Regions from separate parts of the Sus scrofa genome. Here region 1 is linked to region 2. Evidence: chromatin contacts called from public HiChIP or PLAC-seq data. All regions are on one chromosome and are shown on one strand. The core of a region is the stretch at or near the end of the contact, and the rest is flanking DNA. Distances in the headings are between cores, read along the strand shown. Region 1 overlaps CSGALNACT2 (chondroitin sulfate N-acetylgalactosaminyltransferase 2). Region 2 overlaps BMS1 (ribosome biogenesis protein BMS1 homolog).

Evidence for each region. HiChIP or PLAC-seq counts read pairs in DNA pulled down with a chosen protein or histone mark.
Region 1: a contact with region 2 is called in an H3K27ac HiChIP or PLAC-seq map of alveolar macrophages. The contact joins two enhancer-like sites. A contact is called at or near these places in 1 of 47 Hi-C or Micro-C datasets (embryonic fibroblasts) and 1 of 2 datasets of contacts at active chromatin or transcription factors (alveolar macrophages).

Annotation. Positions count from the first base shown.
Region 1 is chr14:61,404,883-61,411,960 of Sscrofa11.1, reverse strand. It overlaps CSGALNACT2 (chondroitin sulfate N-acetylgalactosaminyltransferase 2), which reads right to left. Exons shown (of 8, transcript XM_001926417.6): 7 at 1,251-1,332. Among named protein-coding and RNA genes, the nearest start is that of CSGALNACT2, 36 kb to the right of the region's middle. Within about 2 kb of position 3,665, at least 3 of the 83 cell types and tissues checked have an H3K27ac peak or open chromatin away from gene starts, as enhancers often do. A contact at or near this core is called in alveolar macrophages, where this site is marked.
Region 2 is chr14:61,116,357-61,123,017 of Sscrofa11.1, reverse strand. BMS1 (ribosome biogenesis protein BMS1 homolog) reads right to left here. Exons shown (of 24, transcript XM_005670994.3): 17 at 4,257-4,445; 18 at 3,988-4,168; 19 at 3,488-3,546; 20 at 2,616-2,738; 21 at 1,567-1,714; 22 at 783-958. Among named protein-coding and RNA genes, the nearest start is that of BMS1, 64 kb to the right of the region's middle. Within about 2 kb of position 1,382, at least 4 of the 83 cell types and tissues checked have an H3K27ac peak or open chromatin away from gene starts, as enhancers often do. A contact at or near this core is called in alveolar macrophages, where this site is marked.

The DNA.
Region 1 (7,078 bases), core at 2,416-4,915, 290 kb before region 2:
CTGAGATCTCTGAAAAGTATTAATTTAAATTGTCACAGTTTTACTAATTGCTATATCTTGGCTTTTTTTCCTTATAGATATGAACAAGCTCTTCAAATATTAGAGATAGTGTAGATAGCGAAAACAAACAGAGAACTTCTTGTTTCTGGTCCAGTATGTACAGAACTTAGAAGTCATCACTCTGTTCTGATAACAAGTAAAAAGTTGAACAAAGTGAAAACAACTCTTCTCAGACCTCTCAGAGAAATAACAGTCACAGAGCAAACTATTTAGAGATAAATAGGTGGGTAAGACAGAATTGCAACTATGAGAGAAGAAACCAACGAGTAGAAATCTCCAGGGGAACCAGTACTGGGGTAGGAAAATCTGAACTATAATTGATGAACTGCTAGAGGCTCAATGGAAAAGTCTAGCAGTTGGAAACTCCTGGAGGGGCCTCTACACTTCTGTGAGTTTTACCTCCAGGTCTACCAGGTCCTCATGGTGAAGACTGTTGAGAAATCCCCCAGTGCTTACAAAAGAAGGGGGAAAGTAACCCTCTTAAAATATGCCAGAGCATTTTGCTCTTCTGAACAAGGCCTTCCCTCAGGAAAAACTATTTTACCAGAGTCTAACCTATCTGGGAGAAGGGACATACCCAACTCCAGCCCACTATGGCCATCCTGCTCCACCTAAGGTTGGGGCAGTGCCTGAGAAACAATTGTGAAGTTCTAAGTACAGACTCACAAACTCTTTAACAGAGTGAGACCATGTAATAGGACAAAAGAACATCTCCTCTTCTCCCACACCTCACCATCACTTCACTAAAGGTCTATTTACTGCACTTTCCTTTACCCAGTAGTCATGTTCAGCTGTGAAGAAAAATATTAGGCAAACTAAAAGTCAAAAAACAGTTTGAAGAGAAAAAGCAAATATCAGAACTAGACTCAAATATGACAGGGATGTTGGAACTATAGGACCATGAATTTAAAACTACTATGATTAGTCTGCTAAGGACTCTAATGGAAAAAGTAGACAACATGCAAGAATATAGGTAACGTAAGCAGACAGGCAGAAATTCTAAGAAAGAACCACAAAGAAATGCTAATTATAAACTCACTTTGCCTTTCATATTTCCAGACTCTTTAGCTAATCTTAAACATTCACAATTTAATAGGAAAGACACTCAAATCTGAAATCTTTTAGATAAATGACGTAAAGTATTATAGTAAATACCTAGAGTCCTATCCTTAAATCTAAGGTATACTTACCAATGGTCAGGAAATCTGATCGATACTGACAAGTCATTCCAAAGCCAAAATCTCGCCAAAAGCCAGAATCCTTTTTGTGAACCTAAAGTTTAAAAAATAAAATTCAATTTAATCCCTCAAAAACTGGAAGTTGTTTTAATCAACAATGAAACAAATTAAAATATTTTCCAAATAATACTTTTTCCTGTCATTTATGTGACTGATAATGGATCACATGCATTTGTATTATTAAATGCTTACAAACTGCCCCCTCCACTCCAAATAGTAATTCCAATGAGCACAGGATTCCTGCCACTCTTAATTTAACTGAATGCAAGCCTTGTACAAGGTGGCAAGCTCATGATCAAAGAAAATGATGTGACCTTAAGGGGTTTACATTCTATTTTAGGAAGACACTAGCTTGCATGAGCACATACCAGCACATATCAGTTCTTCACAGTAGACCTTATTTGGTGCTTATCCCCTGCCCCCTTCCTGGTTGTGTAAAGTTCTGCTCTGGTAATTACTTGGCATCATGCAGCCTGTGAACTTCAGGGATGCGCCTTCTACTTGCACGTAGAAGGGTCATGGGCACCCTACACCAGTGAGACAGTCTCACTCCACTTACTGTGGGAACTGACTCACTAACAGGCATTAGACAAAGTTCAGGTCAACATGCTAAAAAAAAAGAGGGCTGTTTGGAACTTTGGAAAACAAAGCTCCCTCACTCTTCTGAGAGAGATACTAGAAAAGACACCTGCTCTCTCTTTGGATGGTGTAGGGCAGGAGTAAGCAAACTAAAGCCTCCAGGCTACATCTAGCCTGCCACCTGGTTTTATAAATAATTTTATTGGAACACAGCCACACTCATTTGTTTATAAACTCTCTATGGGTGTGTTCATGGTACAATGGCAGAGTTGAATACCTGCAACAGGTACTGCATGACCTGCAAAACCTAAAATATTTTCTATGTGGTTCTTTATAGAATAAGTCTGCCAACCCTTAGTGTAGGGTATAGATGTGAAGTTTGGAACTGCTGCACTACTTTTCCACCATGAGGGAAAACAGCTTTAAAATGGAGAAGTCACCACTGAAGTCCAAGTAGAGAAAGAAAATCAGGACTTTGATGATATTGAGCCTGCGGAATCAAGTAAAAGTTGAAGCTTGATAAACCTTTTTTATCTATCTATCTATCTATCGGCTATGCCTATGGAAGTTCCCGGGCCAGGGATCGAACCCATGCCGCAGAAGTGACGATAGATTCCTAATTGTTAGGCTACCAGGAAACTCCTATAAACTTTTTTTTTTTTAATGCAGGCATTCATCAAGTGTTTAATCTGTTGGATTTGGCTCTGGGAGCTGGAATCCAGCAGTAAACAGAGGTGACCAAGTCCCTGCTACCACAGAGGCTCTGTTTTGATGGGAAAAGAACAAATAAATAAATAAATATACGTCTCAGGTAGTGATTCATGCCAGGACGAAAGATGCAGTAGGAAGAAGAGAGAGCATGATAGAAGGCCTGTTTTAGATATAATGGCCACAAAGGGTTTCTCTGAGGAGTTAGCATTTGAGCAGGGACCTTAGTGAAATTAGGGAGCAAGCTACGCAAGTATCTCGCGATCTTTTCGAGACACAGCATGTACAATGGCTCTGAGGTACAAGTGCACTTGAAGTGTTGGACAAACAGTAAAGAAACAACTGTGGCGAGAGCTCAGAAACCATGGGCAAGTTCAGAAAACAGGTCAAGAAACAGCTATTATACGGGAGTTCCCATCATGGCACTGGTGGGTTAAGAATCTGAGTGCAGTGACTCAGGTCACTTGTGAGGCGCAGGTTTGATCCCTGGTCCAGTGCAGTGGGTTAAATGATCTGGCATTGCCACAGTTATGGCACAGGTTGCAGCTACAGCTTGGATTCAGTCCCTGGCTTGGGAACCTCCATATGCCATGGGTACGGCCCTAAAAAGAAAAAAAAAAAATTAAGAAACAGCTATTGTATTTTTCAAACTTCAGTGTTACTACAGTTTTTTTTTAAATAATTTTTTTTTTTTTTTTCCTTTTTGGCTGTGCTCACAGCATGTAGAAGTTCCCAGGCCAGGGATCAAATTCTCACCACAGCAGTGACCTGAGCCACAGCAGTGACAATGCCGGATCCTTAAGCTGCTGAACCATCAGAGAACTCCAGTATTAGAGTATTTCTGATATGCTTATGGTAATGCCCTAGAAGAGGCAAAACATTAGGACAGGAGAGAGTGAACAATGGCTGTAGGGTGTCCTTGGTTAGGCATGAGGGATGGGTTCTAACTAGTTTACTACAAAAGGATGAGCTAGGCTTACAAAGGGATGGGGGCAGTTCCTCCACTGAGACTGGGGAGAGGCTGAGGATGTGACACAGAGGCAGTGAGGCTGATGGATCTTAGGACAGGAGAATAAGGAAGTGAACATCTGACAGCTTCTAAGTGAGATGTGAAGCAGGATACACGGGGAGTAAGGAACACTGAGTGTTGCTGGGAGGTGTGAGAAAGACAGTGTGGCTGGCTTGGAGAACAAAGAGTGGGTGAACAAGGGTAAGGCACAGGATGTCAGGGCAGTCTGAAACCCCTGAGGCCTGTGGTCACATAGTTAAAGCTCTGCTGTGTACTGGGACTGGATGTTTCCCACTCTCCATATTCTGCTCCTCTGTGGACAGAGTTGTCCTTAACCCGGTTGGGGTTCTAAGAGAAAACTAGAAGGAGTGAGAGATGAAAGAGGTAAATATATAGCTGAAAAGAGGCCATGGACAATGCCTGTCCATGGTGTCTGAATTGGGTAAGGAGGGAAGTGTGGATGGATATGGATATAAGGAGGCTGATAGAAAGGAGAGAGGCACCTCACCCAAGCTGCAGCATCCTCAGCTTCCTCCTAGAAATGAAGCTAGAGCTGGGATCTGAGAGATAAGGAGGAGTTAGCTAAGTGACAGAAAATGTGCTGGGAGAAAGTTCCAGGCAAATGAATAGTTTGTGCACAGGCCTGAGGTGGGAGAGAGAATTGTGGATGAAAGATGGTGGGACTAAACACTGGGGTCAGAAGGTGCCCACAAATGTGAAACAGGGCTCGGTAAACTTTTATTAAGTTCTGCAGGACACAGAACCTTTGCCTCACCTACTCAACTCAGCCACTGTAGTGTAAAAGCAGTCATTAACAATAAATAACCAAATGAACATGCTGTGTTACAAAAAATTTTATTTATGGCCACTGAAATCAGAATTTCATACAATTTTCATGTGCTATGAAATACCATCCTTTTAAAAATATTTTTCAACCATTCTTAACTTGAAGGCCATACAAAACTAGACAGCAGGCCACATTTGGCCTAGAGGCCACAGACTGACCCCTGGCCTAGAGTGATCAGTAGGGCCACCTCAGAGAGAACCATGTGCGCCTGGTCACGGGGTTTGGGCTTAATCCTAATGGCCAAGGGAATTCTCTGAAGAGTAGGAGCAGAAGGAGTAACAGGATCAGATGATGTTTTTAGAAGATCATTCTGGCTGATAAGAGAGAAGAGATAAGACGTAAGAAGGCAAGGACAGAGGCAGGGAAGCTGATTAAGAGGCAACAGTTACAACCTGGGGATGGGAGGCTGGACTACAGACTATCATGGTACGTACAGAAAGAAAAAAAATCTGATGGATGTAGGACAAAGAACTCACATGAGTCTGGCAGGAGTGGGGCATAAGAGGGAAGGATCAACCAAGAATGATAGCAGACTGCTGTTCTGACTGTGGGTATGTGATGGTTCCTTCCCCAAGAGGGGGAGCAGGGGGGAAAGGGCCAGCCCAGAGAGGAATGATGTGGAGCTCGGTTCTGGACATAACAAATCTGAGTGAGATGCAGGGCGACTACACAGAAATTCTTATAGCTGTCTCCTCTGTAAACTAGGGGTAATAGCAGTCCCTACCTCCGAGGTTGTTGCAGGATTAAATGAGTTAACATGCATGAAAAAAAACAAAAAATAAAAAACTGAACAGTACCTCCCACATAGAAAAGGGTACATATAAAATATTAGCTATTTTAGGATTAAAATTTCTAAAAATCATATACAGCATTTCCCTTTTCTCTTTTTTTTTCTTTTTTTTTGGTCTTTTTAGGGCTGCACCCATGGCATATAGAAGTTCCCAGGCTAGGGGTCAAATTCGGAGCTGCAGCTGCCAGCCTACGCCACAGCCACACAGGATCCGAACCACCTCTGCAACCTATACTGCAGCTCACGGCAACGCTGGATCCTTCACCCACTGAGCAAGTCCAGGGATTGACCTACATCCTCATGAGTGCTAGTCAGATTCGTTTCTTCTGAGCCACAACAGGAACTCCACCATTTCCCATTTTTAGCTTTACATTTGCCTCTACATTTATACTGCTATATTTATGTCCATTTCGTGAACATTGTCTTCTTGACATAATATTAACCACAATATAATTCAATTTATCATTTTATTATTAGAATTTTGCTTGCTTTTAATCTTGTCAATATTATACGCATACTGTTATTCTACAGCTTCAGATTATTTCCTCAGGAGAGACTCCTAGGAATGGAAATAGCTGGATCAGAAGGATGAACTTGTCTGAAAACTCCTGACCCAGAAAGCTCACCTGCATTCCCACATCACTGGCAGAGACGGAAGAGCCTCCACCCTACCATCCTCACTCACAAGGCTGTTTTTTAAAAACAGCAATTTGGAGTTCCCCGTGGCGCAGTGGTTAACGAATCCGACTAGGAACCATGAGGTTGCGGGTTCGGTCCCTGCCCTTGCTCAGTGGGTTAACGATCCGGCGTTGCTGTGAGCTGTGGTGTAGGTTGCAGATGCGGCTCGGATCCTGCGTTGCTGTGGCTCTGGCGTAGGCCGGTGGCTACAGCTCCGATTGGACCCCTAGCCTGGGAACCTCCATATGCCGCGTGAGCAGCCCAAGAAATAGCAAAAAGACAAAAAAATAAAATAAAAAATAAATAAAAATAAAAAATAAAAATAGCAATTTGACAGCAGAAAAAAAGTAGTACCGCATTGTTTATTTATTTATTTTTAGTAAAAATGACTATTTAAATATGTTTATTGTGAATTACTGTCAACTACCTTTTACATATTTTTTCCTACTGGATGTACTTTTTTTTTTTTTTTTTTTTGGTCTTTTGTCTTTTTAGGGCCACACACCCACGGCATATGGAGATTCTCAGGCTAGGGGTCTAATCAGAGCTACAGCTGCCGGCCACAGCCACACCAGATCTGAGCCACATGTGCGACCTACAAACTCAAGATCCTTAACCCATTGAGCGAGGCCAGGGATCGAACCCACAACCTCATGGTTCCTAGTAGGATTTGTTTCTGCTGTGCCATGATGGGAACTCAGTTTGTTTTTGTTTTGGTTTTTTTTGTCCTATTTACTTTTAATATATCTTTTTTTTTTTTTTTTTTTTTTTTGTCTTTTGTCTTTTGTTGTTGTTGTTGTTGCTATTTCTTGGGTCGCTCCCGCGGCACATGGAGGTTCCCAGGCTAGGGGTCCAATCGGAGCTGTAGCCACCGGCCTACGCCAGAGCCACAGCAACGCAGGATCCGAGCCGCATCTGCAACCTACACCACAGCTCACAGCAACGCCGGATCGTTAACCCACTGAGCAAGGGCAGGGACCGAACCCGCAACCTCATGGTTCCTAGTCGGATTCGTTAACCACTGCACCATGACGGGAACTCCTACTTTTAATATATCTTTAAACATTATAGAGAGGGAAGTTTTTTGTGTTTTAACTGAGGAGACTGAAGCTTAAAAAGGTCAAATAACTTGCAATGGTTACAAAGTGATGAAACAAGACTTCAAGTAG
Region 2 (6,661 bases), core at 133-2,632:
CACATGTACCCTGGCAATCCCACCCACAAGGATCTACATAACAGAAGTGTGTGCACATGTATGCCAAACAAGTTGCATATAACTGTTCAGGGCAGCTCTCATGATAGCCTAAACCTGGAAATACTGTCCCTTGATGGATAAACTGACACTGTCATACAATGAAATTCTACTCAACAATAACAAAAAATAAATGTCTGCTATATACTAGAACATGAATGAATCTCATAATACTGAAGGAAAGAAATCAGGCAAAATACTATATATTTTATAAAACTCAAAAAAAGGTGGAAGGAATTTACACGTCAGGAACTAAGATGATGGCTGGTTTGAAATGGAGGTGGGATAGTGAGTGACTGACTGGGAGAGGTCACAAGAGGGCTTCTTTTGTGCTAGTAATTCTCTTGCTTGATCCAGGTGATGGCAACTTTTATGTACTAAAATTCATTGAGTTGTATATACTTTTGATTTGTGTGTGAATTTCTGTATGTTAACATTTCAATAAAAAGCTTATTAAAACTTTCAAGAAAACACATACTTCCACATTGTTTCAATAAGAATTAGCACATTAATGTTTTTAAAAGTAATATGTGTATATGGTACAAAAAAAATAGTCTGAGGTGAAGACCACCACTTTTCCTGTGTTCCTTCCAAAATAGTCTACGAATATACGACATGTTTATTCAAATTTAATGTTAGACTTTCTACTTGAAAATTCAAACCATGAGAATATTACAGCATATCTTCTGGATGACACTATCTATAGAGCACATGTGTGACTATACCTTATACAGAGAATCTTTGTTGGGTTTTAGTTTGATGCCATGGACAAGCCGGAGTTGACCAGTTGTCCGCATTCCTGACCAGGTGTCTTTCTCACCAACTGGTTTCAACAAAGATGTTACAGGGTTATAGAAGGCTGGAACGGAGACAGGATACCAAGTTCTCATGAAGACAATATCTGGAAAGAGAAGAAATTTACATTAACACTTTCTTCCCTCCCACCCCTTTTAAGGCCACATCTGCAGCATATGGAAGTTCCCAGGCTAGGGGTTGAATTGGAGCTGTAGCTGCCGGCCTATGCCACAGCCCTAGCAACTCGGGTGCAGTTTTCGGCAACGCCGTATCCTTAACCCACTGAGCAAGGCCAGGCGTCAAACCCACATCCCTATGGATACTAATTGGGTTCTTAACCCACTCAGCCACAATGGGAGCTCCATATTAACATTTTCAAAAGATTCATATTCATCTCAGTAAATAAGAGAACAAAATACTGACCCCAAACTTCTCCAGCTAGATGCAAAGTATTTGAAGAGAGACTTTGCCCAGTGAACTACTCTTTCATTGGGTGTGTCAATCATATCCACACCCATAAAACTTTCACTGGGTGAATCACATGGCTCTAGACACAGCATGACTTGGCATAATACCCAAGATGCTCCAACTAGGGAGAGCTATAGCTGACTCCTGTTTCTAAAGACTTAAAACTGCCACCTGTACTTCATACTGGCTAGAAGCCAATAGTGAATGGTAACACAACGTTAAAAACACACCACAAAGGATATTTACCACTCATCAGCAATTTATCCTCAAAGGTGGCCCGGAAAGCTCCTTCTGGAGCCCTGAGTGCCTTCTTGATCTGTCCCCTTATTCCACTGACAGTTCGAATCACAGCACCTTCAAATTTGGCCACTTCCAAGGCAGAATTAAACATTCCCTATAAGTATATATATAAAAGAAAACAAATATACATACAAAGTTAGATATTTTACCTCTCAGTTCATAAATATATCCTTGGTTAAAAAACAAAAAAAATAATTCATTGGAATTACTAGGTCAAAAGGAATACAATTCTATTTTCCCTCAAATAAAATATTAATCAAGATTCTATTGTAGGCACTAACATGCTCATCACTACCTTTGTAGAAAAGAAGATCAAAAAGATATTTATTGGACTGAAGTGGCCCCGATGGCCTTTGCCATCATCTCACAAAGCTGGACTACAGCTCTTATCCTATTACTTAGGTGTACACACTCAGAAAATAAAGAGAGCTGGATAAATGCTGATGGTAGTATTCCCTTATAAGAACATTTCGTGATCGATCATCTTAACTCTGTGTTTTTAATGGAAACATCCCCTGCTAAAGAAATTTTCAGTAGGTGTTGCCCAAACTACCCTTCTATGATATACTGCATTAACAGAGTGTCCATTTCTCTGTACCCTTGCCAACAAGTACTTCTGCAAATTGCTTTGTCTATTTTTCTAATGATCTGTTTGAAAATGCTATGATTTTCCCCTCTCTTAATACAAACCGAAAAGGTAGGAAACAAAACCCAGTGAATAGGATTACATATTTTCAATATTAGCTCTGCAACAGCCTCATATGGGAGTAAAAAGTAATAGCCTCAATCACCAAATATCTCTATTTTACTTCACCTAAAGATTTCTGAACATATTAAGTAACACAGAGACTAATATATAGAAGTAAACTAAAAATATCAAAGACTAAGATTATGAAAGATTTCAAGCACTTTTCAGACTTATCTCTTAGACCTATATTAGAATTCATTACTCCTTTAACAACATATTAAATACGTGAATACACAGATATACAGACCTTAATGAATGAAGTGTTCTTGAAAATTTTATATGGAAAGCCAGTTAGCTTTAATTTCTTCACAATTTTTATAGATTTATCCAGATCAAGGACAACTCCTGTGGCAGCTATCCGGAAATCAGGCTAAAAAGGAATCCCCAAAATCTGATACAGGAATACTATCAGCAGGAGAAAAACTTATTTCTCTCTAATGCAATAAATTACCAAAGTGCATTTCACTTACAATCACATAAGAAAAATGAGAATATCTGAACATGCAAAACAGTATTTTAACAAAATCTATTTGATAGTATAATACTGTAATACTATTATACTATACTACTGTCTGAGGGTGATTTCATAGTAACACAGTTTCACAATGATGCATGAATGAAAAGGAATATGAAAATCTGGTTACAATGTTTGAGAAATTAAATTTTAGACATTCAGGGTGGATTCCAATTGCTCATTATTCAGTTTTCTGTTAAATGGAGCCAATAAAACCTGCTCTGATTGGTCAAATGAAGACTGTGTGAACATACTTTGCTAAACCAGCATTACTGGTGGTAGTCTTATGTCTAGTAGTACCTGATGTATATACCACAACTTAGCAGAGTGCTAAGCTCATAGTGAGCACTGCTAAAATATTTTTAGCATGTCCATAAAAACATAAAAATACAGAAATGTCATCAGTACCATTAAAATTCTTTTACTTCCTTCTTCTCCACTCCCATACTTTACTTAAAAAGACGTACGAATATTGAAAGCAAAGAGAAGTTTACTACAAATACTAAAAATGAGTAATTTTCAACTTAAAGTTTCAGGTACATATTCCATATTCAAGACATATTTCTGAAACTCAGTCTATAAAATAAAACATCCAAGATAGTTACCATTATGCCACTGACAGACTGTATTGCCAAGAACCCAGTACCCTGTGGAGTGATAGGACCTTAAAGAAAAAAAAAAAAAAAAAAAAGAAAGAAATACATTGAACCATACATTCTGGATTCCATTTTATATATAGACTCCAATCCAAAAAAGAAAAATCTTATGAACTGGGATTTCATAAAAGGAAAAAAGCAAAACTATAATGATAAAAGCTTAAAAGGTTTAGGAGTTCCTGTCGTGGCTCAGCGGTAAGGAACCCGACTAGTATCCATAAGATGCAGTTTTGACCCCTGGCCCTGCTCAGTGGGTTAGGGATCTGGTTGCCGTGAGCTGCAGTGTAGGTTGACTGTTACAGCTCTGATTTGACCCCTAACCTGGGAACTTCCGTATGCCACAGGTATAGCTCTAAAAAGACCAAAAAAAAAAAGAAAGAAAGAAAGAAAGAAAGAAAAGAAGAGCCTTAAATTAACCTACGAGCAAGTTTATTCTAATTCCTTTTTACCCCAAAAGGTTGCTCCACAATGCATGTGCTGTGGGGTGTATTTCAGAAGCCTCTGTCTTCCATTGTGGTCTTCAATATAATAAAGCGGGATAGTCTGGAACCGCCTCCACCCAACAGAAAAAATGATTGGATCTCGGGACTTGAGGATTTTTTTATACCAACGATGTTTCTTCAGACGCATCTGAGGGGAAAGGGATCTCAGTAAGATTACTGGTGCCAAGTACGTCCAAAGAACCTCAATTATTAAGCACGCAGCAAAGGGCACCTACCTGTACATATCCAACATTGCCTTCACTATTGCCCAAACCACCCAAAATAATTGGGTAATGGGGGTCAAAGTTAAGCACGAATTCACAGGGTACATTTTCTATCTCAATTCGAACATACATCCCAGGTCGAAAACCCTCATACTGAACTCTGGCTTCATCATCTTGATCTTCAAATTCCGCCCGATTAATCTATATATAAAAGGGGGAAAAATTAAAAACCCATAATGCTGTTGTCATCAATAAATATAAGATTACCATTTTCAAAAAAGAGCAATTTCTAAACAGAGGAACCATGTATAGAACCCATATTCAGTCTTTTATCACAGCTCTGCACTGTTTAATATGGTAGGCCAACATGGCTATTTAAATTGAAATTTATTAAAATTAAATGTAATTGTAACAATTCAGCCTCTCAGTCACATCAGCCACACTTCAGGTGGTCAGTATCAACATGCTGGCTAGTGGACAAGGTATAGGACAGCAGAGATACATACTTCCACTATCACAGGAAGTTCAACTGGGCAGCTGTTATAGATTATCCATGCCTCTATTTAATGCCAAACTTTACTTGCATACTAGATCATCCACTCTTGTTGGCCTTTATACCAACAAATCTTGCCTGTTATTTCTCTCATCTTAAAATCTTTTGATTCTACTTCCTCTCACTATTGCCTCATTCCTCTGCTTATCTTTGAAGCAAAATGCCAGAGAAGTCTTCTATCATCTGGCTCCAGTTACTCTGCTCCTATTCTCTTAAATACCCTAAAATTGGACCTTAACCAACGCTCCACTGAGATGCTTGCCAAAGTCACTACAGGCCTCCACATTCCTAATCCAGTGGTCCATTCTGTCTTCACTGCAATTATCAGCAGGATTTGAAACTATCACTTCCTTCTACAGTGGTTTCCAGCAGAGCTAGTGTTTTCTTGGATTTCCTCTATCTCATGAGCACTGCTCAGTCCCTACTCCTTCTTCCTCCTCTCTGCCCAGCCTGTTGGAGCATCCAGTGTCAGTCCTGGTCCTCTCCTCTCCTGTCTCTACACTCACTCTCCAGGTCATTCCATTCACCTCATAGCTGTAAATAGCATCCAGATGTTGAGGACTCCATATTTAGGTCCCTGGCCCCAACAGCTCTCCAGAACTCCTCACTGACCACTTGACACGTCTCTTGTCTGAAAGATACCTCAAACCTAAAAGATCCAGGAGTTCCAGTTGTGGCTCAGTGGTAATGAACCAGACTAGTATCCATGAGGACATGGCCCCGCTCATTGGGTTAAGGATCCAGTGTTGCCATGAGCGGTGGTATAGGTTGCAAACACGGCTCAGATCCAGCATTGCTGTGGCTGTGCTCTGCAGCTCTGGCAGCTGCAGCTCTGATCAGATCCCTAGCCTAGGAACTTTTGTATGCTGTGTGTTCGGCCCTAAAAAAAAAAAACACCAAAAAAAGCAAAAAAAAAAAAAAAAACCACCAAAAAACCCCTAACAGATCCAAACTTCATCTTTCCAGATAGACTGACATCAATGAAAGGCTTTCCCATCTCATTTATAACAACCCAATCCTTCCAGTAAGCCATCCTTAGTTCCCCTCTCACATTCAATTCACCAAGTAATCCTATTTATCTTCTTTTTAAATGCAGTATATCCAGAATTTGACTCTTTCTTCTCACCACTACAACACCCCCACCCCCTCCTCAGTGTAAGTCACCTTTATCTTACTGAACTCTTACCAGGGTAACCCTTTCAAAGGTAAGCAGATCATGCATGTCTCTCCTCAACTCAACATGACCCCCCTCCTCCTCCCCACTCATTCAGAGTAAAAAATTCAAAGTTCTGTACAATGCCCACAAGGTTCTAGGTGAGTTTAAACTGCAAATGGCCCAAAGCAAAGACTTCAGAACCAAACTTACATTTCCTAGTTGCTTCTATCAAAGGTCAGTACACACCTGGAGTCACTAAGTTAATGATTGACCAGCAGATACTTCTTAGATTAGATGAAGGCCTAGGGTGAGCAAACCCTGTCAACTGCATTTCCACAAATCATACACTTAATTTGCATAAGACATATTAAGATATGCTCCAGCTTACAGGGCTTCTTGGTGGACCCATTTGTCAAAGCACAACTCAAACACTCGCCATCAAACTGTGTACACATCTTTGTGTTTCCTTCAGAGTGAGTTCATCAACACATACAGATGCTCAGCATCCCCAGACAGCAGGGCCAGACATCTCCCTTTCAGCATTCAACAGGCTCCCTCTACCTCTGCATCTGACCTCACCTTCAAAGTATCCTCTGAACTCTGACCAAAGTGAGTTTTCAGAAAACCTTCTCCAGAGCACTGGTATGTGCATAAGCCACATAGGCCAAGAATCACATGTCCATTCAAATTATTCAGTGAGGGTTTCAG